Linked DNA regions of Mus musculus: region 2 is linked to region 1. Evidence: chromatin contacts called from public promoter capture Hi-C data. All regions are on one chromosome and are shown on one strand. Each heading gives the region's core, a stretch centred on a gene start, on an enhancer-like site or on the middle of the called end of the contact. The rest is flanking DNA. Distances are from core to core; before and after follow the strand shown. Region 1 holds the start of Tomm40 (translocase of outer mitochondrial membrane 40). Region 2 holds the start of Hps5 (HPS5, biogenesis of lysosomal organelles complex 2 subunit 2).

What was found. Promoter capture Hi-C pulls out the DNA fragments that hold promoters and counts their contacts.
Region 2: a contact with region 1 is called in a promoter capture Hi-C map of pre-B cells. The contact joins the promoter of Hps5 here to the promoter of Tomm40 in region 1. A contact is called at or near these places in 3 of 39 promoter capture datasets (cranial neural crest, maxillary cranial neural crest and pre-B cells).

Annotation. Positions count from the first base shown.
Region 1 is chr7:19,712,842-19,717,874 of GRCm38.p6, reverse strand. Tomm40 (translocase of outer mitochondrial membrane 40) reads left to right here and starts at 2,446. Exons shown (of 10, transcript NM_016871.2): 1 at 2,446-2,517; 2 at 2,616-2,894; 3 at 3,515-3,582; 4 at 4,114-4,206. The coding sequence starts at 2,621. Nectin2 (nectin cell adhesion molecule 2) reads left to right here. Exons shown (of 9, transcript NM_008990.3): 9 at 88-1,231. The coding sequence ends at 360. It overlaps Gm38955 (a long non-coding RNA gene), which reads right to left and starts at 2,411. Exons shown (of 2, transcript XR_881874.2): 1 at 1,886-2,411.
Region 2 is chr7:46,792,831-46,797,684 of GRCm38.p6, reverse strand. Hps5 (HPS5, biogenesis of lysosomal organelles complex 2 subunit 2) reads left to right here and starts at 1,804. Exons shown (of 23, transcript NM_001005247.2): 1 at 1,804-2,257. It overlaps Gtf2h1 (general transcription factor II H, polypeptide 1), which reads right to left and starts at 1,591. Exons shown (of 15, transcript NM_008186.4): 1 at 1,397-1,591.

The DNA.
Region 1 (5,033 bases), core at 1,197-3,696:
ATCTGATTGGCAGGGGGCAGATCTAGGATGCCATCCTGAGACTGAGGTGACTTTGACATCTTGCTTTTGCTCCCTCCCCACTTCTAGGAGATGCCTCGGTATCACGAGCTGCCCACTCTGGAAGAGCGGTCAGGGCCCCTGCTGTTGGGGGCTACAGGCCTGGGACCTTCTCTTCTGGTGCCTCCAGGACCCAATGTTGTGGAGGGGGTTTCCCTGAGTCTCGAAGATGAGGAGGAAGATGATGAGGAGGAAGACTTCCTGGATAAAATCAACCCTATTTATGATGCCCTGTCCTACCCCAGCCCCTCTGACTCCTACCAGAGCAAAGACTTTTTTGTGTCACGGGCCATGTATGTGTGAGGGAGGCACAGGGGCTCTGACGTCTCACCTTTCACCCTTGACCCATGAGCTTTCCACCAGTAATCTAGGACACTCTGACTTCCAGGCAGACCAGGGACAACTATCACCCATTGCAATCCACCTGTGACTTCTTAGTGACTCCACCATGACGTCCAATCTATGATGTCTGAGGCAGGCAAACCTGCACAACTGGAAACCTGGAGATTTTTATCTCCCTTGGCAGGGAGCTCACCATATCCTTCTGCACCACCTGTGACCCCCCCCCCCCCCCCAAGGACTCCTAAGACTACGACCCTTTGACCATGCCACTCAGTATCTCAAGAACCCTTAAAGTCCCAAAGGAATCGGACCTTGCACTTGTCCTCAGGCAATAGAGTCCAACAGATATGCAAGAACGGGATCAGGGGCTCCCTGTTGCTCAGACCTGAGCCCTCCAGGCAGCAGAAGCTCACCTGATCCCTCCCCACCCTGCTCCCCAAAGGTGAAAAGGAGAGGATTCCCCAATGTAAGGTAGGACCTCCCCATCTCCACCTACTCCTGCAGGCAGGAATCTCAGGTTTCTCACACCCTCTCCTCAGCACCCAGGTTCCTGTCTCCAGAGCATGAATTCCAGGTCCAATGCTAGAGGGGAGAACCTAATGCAAGTGTGCCTTGCCACCCCAAGTTTGGGAGACTCTGCTCTTATCCTGAGGACTACTGAATTCTTTTAACCCCTACCCAGTGAGATGAGAACTACATATCCCTCTTTAGGGGATGGTGTGTGTATGTGTGTGTGATGGAGAATCTGGGCATCTGGGTTGGGAATTTTATTTTGTAAGCATTTCCTACATAATATGAGTTTCTACTTTGATAAAGTCTTGTGTTTTCTGTGAGATGTGAAGTGAGTGGGGTACAATGAGGCCTGAAGCTTGAAAGGCATCCGTGATCTGTAAGTCAACAGAGAATGGACTCCCCTCCCTCCCCAAAAAGTCAAAAAAAAATGCCCCAGAAATTAATGAGTCATAAGCAAAACCGCATCAACCAAAAGAAAAAACGGTAGGCATGCAAGAAGTGTCTAAGATCATGAGGCAAATACTATTTTCAATGAAGCCCCCAAGGCGTGATGGGTAATGGAGCTAAACGAATGAGCCAGAAGCAAAGTAAGAAACGAGGGCTGTAGGCGTAGTGGGTAGTCGCCAGAAGGTAAAAGATTCCAAGATAGTTCATTAGAGAAAGGCCGGAAGGATGGGAAACGTGAACAGGCAGACACGAGCTAAACCGAGCCAAGGGATTGAAGCTCAATGAATGGGGGAATGAATGCTGGGTAATGGGAAAGGAATGAATGGGCCAAAGATAGAAGCTACAGTGACGCAAGGAGCAGACGGCATGATGGGTAAAAAAATAAAAGGGGGTGGGGGGGTCAAGGCAGCTGCGGCGTTAAGGGAGAAAGCGGCATTGTGGGTAGGCAGAGGCCGGCAGGTTATCCCAGAACTGGTTTGAAACCTTCCCGAGGCACTGTGGGAAGGGGCAGCACTTCCGGCTTTACCGTCGGGGACCCTGCCTCTCCACCGCGGTGCCTGTCGGGACGCGAGACCTGACCTTGCTGCCTAGCAGCGTCTGCAGCGCAACGCACCTCTACTGATGTCCCCTGACCCTGGCGCATTGGCCAATGAGAGACCTAGCACGCACGTCACCATGGCCGGCCCATTAGACATACTGTAGCCAATTAGAATGTGAGTTGAGCCAAGGTCCACCAATAGTCAAGGCATTTTCTGGGGCGGGTCTCCGCGCCTCCAAAAGGAGGGCGGGGCAATGAGCAGGTAGGCGTGTCAATGCGTGTGCTATCGACAAATAGCGAACTAGCTCCAGCCCCGCGGCGTCGCGAACCAATGAACTTGGGATACACGAGCCAATAGGAAGGTAGAGGAAGCTGCACTGACTGATTTCGACTAGGAACCAATAGGAGTAGGGCTTCAACAGAAGGGTGGAACTTCCTGCTAATTCTCCAATAGAATGTCTTTCTTCTAGGGCGGTGGGCGGATCTCGGAGGACACCGAACCAATAGAATCCATGGGGCGGGAAAACAGCGGTGGCGGCGGCGGCAGCGGGTTCGGTTGCGCTTAGCGCACGGGGTAGGAGCGGAGCCCAGGCCGGGAAGAGGAGCCGCCGCGGCCGCCAGTGAGAGCCGAGTCCGCTTTGGGTGGGAAGGGCCTGGGGTTGCATCCGGGGGTGTGCGTGTCGCCCCGATCCCTGCCCTCTGACCTTTCCCCTCGCAGATACCATGGGGAACGTGTTGGCTGCCAGCTCTCCGCCCGCAGGGCCACCGCCGCCTCCTACGCCGTCCCTCGTGGGGCTCCCGCCGCCGCCTCCTTCGCCGCCAGGCTTCACTCTGCCGCCGCTCGGCGGCGGCCTGGGCACTGGGTCAAGCACTGGCCGTGGTTCGGAACGGACTCCCGGGGCTGCGGCCAGCGGCGCTGCGGCGGCCTCGGAAGATGGGAGCTGCGGATGCCTGCCCAACCCGGGGACGTTCGAGGAGTGCCACCGGAAGTGCAAGGGTGAGGGGCGCCAGGCCCGAGTAGCCCCAGGGAAAGGGAAGGGACCCCCCGGAGGATTGGCGCACATCGTTGCAATCATTAAACAGAACGTTGGAAGCTGATGATGGATTGGAAGGGTGGGACCTTGAACTTGGGGCTCGAAACTGCGATCAGATGATGAACTCGTTGGGGAAGAATGCCACAGCAGGAGGGAGAAGTCTTAGGGTACTGAGAGCCAGGGGACCAACCCCACCAAGATTCAGGAGTGTGATCAGGAAGGGAATTATAGTCCAAGGTCACGGTGTCAAGAGGTTTTCCCCAATGTTCCTGTGAGGGGTTCGACCCAAGGATCCTAGCCTAGGATCTTTTGACAATTTGATCATAAGAGGGAGGACATTCTTACTCTCGATAGTTAAGTGTGTTAACTTACTAAATACTGAGGACAGTTCTGTGTGGTGAGAACTGTAAGCATGAGAAGTTAGGCAGGAGAGTGAATTTCCTAAGTTGAGGTGACTGCACTGGGTTTAAAATGTGCAAAGGGCCAAGGTTCCTCTAGTGGTGGAATTAGTGAGATAAGAGTTTGTGAAGAGAGCTTGGGATGGGAGAAGAATCTGGGGTATGACAGCATCTCTCTTCTGCAGAGCTGTTTCCAGTTCAGATGGAAGGTGTCAAACTTACAGTCAACAAAGGGTTGAGCAACCGTTTCCAGGTGAGCCTTTCTGGTGCCTTGACCCTCCAGAGGTCACAACAGCGATACTCCTCCATGCATACAGATCCCCTCACTCTTAAAGGCTTGGGGTTTTTGGTAGGTAGCAAGATTCAGATAGCACTCCAATGGCACCACTGGCCAGGGCAGAGGTGGGAAGATCGTACTCCCAAGACCAGACCAGCATGCATCAAAAGACCCTATATCAAAACATAAAAGACAAACTAACAGGAAGACTCAAGAATTCCAGGGTGACTACTTGGGGCCTGGGGGAGTTAGGGTTTAGGAATCCATAATTCTTACCCTACAAAGTCAAGTAGGAGTGGAAACGGTGAGTGTGGCGCCCACCCCAGCACCACTTTCTCACTAGAAACCTTTAATCTCGTCAGGTCAGGCCTGGTGTTTTGTTGGATCCCTGGGCATTGATGCTGCTAGTCGTGGCCTGACACCCGGTGTTCACTCCCCATCTCCACATCTCTAGTTTGCATCCCCCAGCTATCGCCAAGACCCCCACCACCTACTCTTTTCTCCCAGGTGACCCACACAGTAGCCCTCGGCACAATTGGGGAGTCCAACTACCACTTTGGGGTCACATACGTGGGGACGAAGCAGCTGAGTCCCACAGAGGTAAGATTTCTTCAGTCATTCTAACATCTGTTAAGGAAATCCAGTGGCCAGGTGACAGACTCAAGGGGGCTATGAAGGGAAGGAGGTGAGCAAGTGAGCAGCCAAGGTGTTGGGACATGGGTGATTCCTTCCTGCAGTAATATCCCTAACATACTGTTCTTTATCTCATCCTGGGGGTGAGGGGCTGGGTTTGGGGACAACTTAGTGATGACCTGGATGCTTGAACCAGATAGAGCACCTGGAATGTCAAGATTTTTTCTTGGGTGTTCTCTAGGGGGTGCTAGAGAGCCACAGAAATTTGGCGAGGGAGATGGGTCAGATGGGTGCTTCAGGTATGTTCCTCGGGATGGAGAGAAGGGGTGTGGAGCTGGTGGGAGCGGGAGGTAGAGGTCTGAGCTACAGCTCTCCTCGTGCTCCCTGTGGGGTTTTGTTTGTGTTTGGAGATACTGACCTGTGGCAGAGGATGATCTTAACCTGTCAGTTCTCCTGCCTTTGCCTCCCCTAAGTGCTGCCATTGCAGGCCTAAGTCCTCATTCTTGGTTTTATCTGGTGCTGGAACTCAAACCTGGACATACTAGACAAGCATTCTCACTGACTGATACGTCCTTAGCAGGTTTTTTTGTGTGGAGTAAGCATGTGTGCATTCCTGTGTAGTAGCATGTGTGCGGGTGTCTTGCAAAAGCCAGAGTGGGACATCTGATCCAAAAGCTCACTGTTTAGGCTTAGACAGGCTGCCAAGCAAGCTTACAGGACCCACCATCTCTACAGGGGTAGAGTGACAGGCATGATACTTAGACCATGCAATACATGTGGCAGGGGTTTGAACA
Region 2 (4,854 bases), core at 555-3,054, about 27 Mb before region 1:
TTAAGAGCACCGGCTACTCTCCCAAAGGACCCAAGGTTCAATTCTAGCACCCACATGGCCATTCACAACTATACTTCCAGTTCTAGGGGATCTGACACCACCATAGAAACCCACAGGTAGACAGAACACCAATATACAGTAGTAAAATCAACCAACTTAAAAAAAAAAGGAAATCACAAGTCTAGGGTTAGGTGTGGTAGTGTACACCTTTAATCTTACCATTCAAGAATCAGAGGCAATCGATCCCTGTGAGTTCAAGGCCAGTCAGGGCTGTTATACAGAGAAAACCTGTGTGGGAAATGGAGGGTCAGGAGAGGAAGGAAAGGAAGTCACAAGGCTAGATATTGAGAATATTGATTGGAGCCAAGCCCTTAGTGTGCTTCAAGCCAGTTTTCTGTACCCAGGCCTGCATGCTTACCAAGCAATTTACATTGGGCTCTACCTACAGTCCTGTTTTTTTTTTTTGCCAGTTCTGGAAATGAAACCCAGGATCTTACAGGTGCCTAGCAAGAACTCTTAGCTTTAAGCTGCATTCCTAACTCAGAAACCTGTTTTACCATATTTTAAACTGGTGTCTTTAAATGGACAACATCAAAAGACAGAAAGCCAAACCAACCAAACAAAAGCCAACAACGAAGAACAAAAACAAGCAAACAAAAATCCCAAATTAAACTGTGTATACGTTGAGGACACAACTTCCGGAGATCGGTTCTCCCTCCACCACGTGGGTCCCAGAGATGGAACTCAGGTTTGGCAGCAAGCACCTTTACCAGTTGAGCCATTTCACTGTAGCCCTGGGCATACGTTTTAACATCTTTTCCCCACCCTTGTTTTGCAGATGGTAAAATAGACATGTGAGGTCAACTTCACATGAATTTAGTTTCTAAGAACACTGGAGAATTTATAAAAATAATCACATACTTCCATGTATTGATGGTTCACTTTACACTACATGACTGTCAAACTGGTCATAGCTAGAACTGGGTGCGTGGCTCAAGTTTTAATAACAGTTTGAAGAGCAGGATGACAGGTGGAAGCAAGAAGGCACGAGGACACCAAGGTTAGAGGACTTCTTTAACAGGAAAAGAAAGCCTCTCCCGGGCAGGCTCCCTAACGGGAAGGGCCTCGGTGTCTCGGAGAAGCCTCACTTCCTTCGTTCTCAGGTGAGTCTGATCCTTCCAGTCCCTCCCAGCGGAAGAACCTAATGCCTTCGGGCAGTAGATTAAGGGTCAGGGCACCTCCTTCCCATTCCGGGAGAAGAAAGGCAAACCACACAGCCAGCCTGTAGTGTCGTGGAGACGACTACAGCGAAGGGCTCGATCCGCCTGGCCCCGCGCCCCCGGGGCCTGTCAGACCCTCCACGCCCGCCCAACCCCATTCTTCGGTCTCAACTTACCAGGTGGGAGCTACGGTCTCTGGTCTGGGGCGCGGGAAGCGCGTCCCGTCGGATCTGCCTCCGCCGCGCTTCTCACAGCCGCTGCACGGAGGAGGCTGAACCCCTGCGGCCGCAGCCGTCGCCACCGCCTCTGTTGCCGGGGGGTCTCGCCTCCATCGCTGGCTGCGAGGGCGCTGAGGGCACGTGACCGGAAACGCCGGGGCGGGCCTCCGGAGCACGTGACCACCACCGCGGCCGCCATGACACCTTCCGCTAGCTCCCGCCCTCCCCCACCGATTCCCGCCTGTTTCGCTTCTCCTCCTCCGGTCTCGAGCGGCGGAGAGTTTCGGGGATTCGGCTTGGCTCGCCTTTCTCCCTAGAGAGCATCCGGTCCGGCTCCGTGGTGCGTCGTCGGCCCGAGGCGGCTCCCAGACTGCAGGCCGCAGGGAGCGGAATCGCGACCCGCGGCTGGAGGGGGAGGGAGCACGCGCGGGGAGGGGCGTGATCGTCACGTGACGAGGAAGTGCCGTTAACAGCGCTTTCCTCCGGTCCCTGGCGCCCCTGGATGACGTTGCCAGGGAGGGGGCGGGGTGACAGGGTGTGTGAGGTTCAGGTTCCGCTGTCAAGGGGTGTTGAGTGTCTGTGGAGCCTGCTCGGTGAAAGCGATCGCTGGTCTCTGGGGGGGGCGGAACTCGGCCCGCTAGTCAGCCTGAGGTTCTGTGAACCTGGCTTGGAAAACCTGCTTCCTGGACTTCTCCAGAGTGACAGCTGCGGTTTAAAGTCATAAAAGTTAGCTGTGATTGACGGGAGCTCCTTGTGGTCAGGGACTTGGTCTGCTGCGCATCCTTCATCTCCAGCAGCGCCTCCAGGGCCTAGAACACGGTAGGCACTTAGAACGTTGAATGAATGAATGCATGCAAGCATGAGCGAGTCGTTAAGTTTTCTGAGGTAGAGTTTCCTGATCATTATTGGATAAGGAAGTTCCTATTGTGGAAATAAAGTCTATTAACTCCCCTTTGCATAATTTCTTCAATCGTTGTTACTTTGCGTCTTTCGAGCCTTTCCTTCCACGCACCTTGTGGGATTAGATACACCATGGTTTGCTTTGGCTTTGTGAGCAGCAATCACTGTCTACCACTCTTGAATTATAAAAATAATCTTGGGAAGTGAGAAAGATGTTTCGATCTCACATAAATTCTACTTTCATTTATTATTGGGGGAGAAGGTGGCATGGCACCGCAGTTTTTTTGTTTGTTTGTTTTGTTTCTGTTTTTTTTGTTTGTTTGTTTTGTTTCTGTTTTTTTGTTTTGTTTTGTTTTGTTTTCTCGAGACAGGGTTTCTCTGTGTAGCCCCGGCTGTCCTGGGACTCACTCTATATACTTGACTGGCCTGGAACTCAGAAATCTGCCTGTCTCTGCCTCCCAAGTGCTGGAATTAAAGGTGTGCTCCACCACTGCCCGGTTGACACCTCAGCTTTTTGTAATTGGTTCTCTCCTATCTTTCTGTGAGTTCTTGGGCCCCTGGGATCACCAAGCATAGCAATAAACCATTTCTTGGGCCCTCCTCTTCCTCCTCCACGTTTGCCTTTATCATTATTATTATTATTATTATTTTTAGCATTGTGACCCTTGGGAAAGCCAACCTTTTAAAAAGATGGTAGATGTTCACTGATTTGCCATCTTCTAAGAAGCTAGCATTTTAAAGTTTTTTCTTCCTAGTAGCACACAGAGGTAATGTTTAAGCTCAGTTTTTTAGAAAACTTATTGGTTGAGAATATTTAATGAACCGCATAATTAAGGCTCCAGAAATTCACATTTATGGACAGAAGAAGGAAGGGAAGAGTTCAGGATAGCTGAATAATAGGGTAAGATGGGAGAGGAAGCTTAGAAAAGAAGAGATGAGATCACATTTGCTTTTAACGAGTACTAGCTAGAAGTCAGTTTTAAGTCTCCTCTATTCAGAATGTCAAGAGAGAGGTTTCTTCTTCCCACAGATTTCCTGGGTAGTAGGAAGGCTTGACTTTCACTGACTTATCACTCCTTACTTTAACATCTCTGTATCCTAGCATCTGCCCATACACTTTACAGAAACTGTACAAACTCCTCATTAAATCCTTCCGTGACTCTGTGACCTACTGTCTTGGGTTTAGGTTCCTTGGTTTAGAGTTGGAAGTGTTTTGTACCTTGAGCCCAAATTTGCATTTTATATTTAACCGAGGACTAAAGTCCAAGGTGGGTAATTCTAAACCGCATCCAGCACTTTTGCTGTCTCAGCTCTGCCAGCTGCCTTTCCCTCCCTCCTAACAAACGCTGGCCTGGGAGTATTTCTTTAGGAAGTTTTCTTTGACTTGCTGTTATCCTTTAGGAGAATTGTATGTGTGTTTGTACACATGTATGGTGTTGGTGACTTTCTTTTTGACTAGAATTGATTTCCAGAATTCTTTTATTTATCCTCATGATTACGCTTATTATTTTACTAACTACTCAATAAAATAAGTGACTAAAAATTAGTTTTCTTGGATAAGGAATTGTTAAATATTTTGAATGTTGTCATGCTAAATTTTTTGGGGGGGTGGTTTTACTTATTTATTTATTTAGACTTGTTTCAGAATACAATTCTTGCAGAGGTCAAGCTGTAATAAGAATATGTTACTAGCAGAGAATAAAGCTGTATTATATGTATATAATTTAAAAAGTCACGTTGAAGGACAGGGGCACAGTCAGTGATAGGAGACATGCCCAGTATGTAAAGATCTTGGGTTTTATTCTCTAACACCAAAAATAAGGAAAACAAACCTCCACATGTTTCTGAATGCTTTCCCAAGGGCAGCTGTGCTCTGAGAAGATGAGGGCTTTGTTTCCCCCTCTGTTATCTCTAGAACAATGCCCAGCATATGAGTGATGCTCAGTATGTATTGCCTGAATGAATGTGCTTCTAAAATAGTGTCAAAAACATAAATCATAGAAAAACCAGATGCTTTTGAATTTTTCCATGTATCTGTTTGCTTTAGAATCAATCTTTCTTTCTTTCTTTCTTTCTTTCTTTCTTTCTTTCTTTCTTTCTTTCTTTCTTTCTCCCTTTCTCCCTTTCTCCCTTCCTTTCTTCCTTTCTTCCTTTCTTCTTTCTTTTTTCCAAGACAGGGTTTCTCTGTGTAGCCCTGACTGTCCTGGAACTCACTCTGTAGACCAGGCTGGCCTCGAACTCAGAAATCCACCTGCCTTTGCCTCCTGAGTGCTGGGATTAAAGGCATGCACCACCACTGCCTGGCTGCTTTAGACTTTTTAATTGTTTTTATTTTTGTGTGTATGTGGTATATGTATGTGTATGGGGACACCTATGTCCATGTGCATGTGGAGGCCAAGAAGGATACCATTTTGTGTCTTCCTCGATGTCCTTCCATGCCTGGCTTTTCTGTGGATGCTAGAGGTGCACGCTCAGGATCTCATGTTCATACATCAGGCTCTTTACCCACTGTCTCA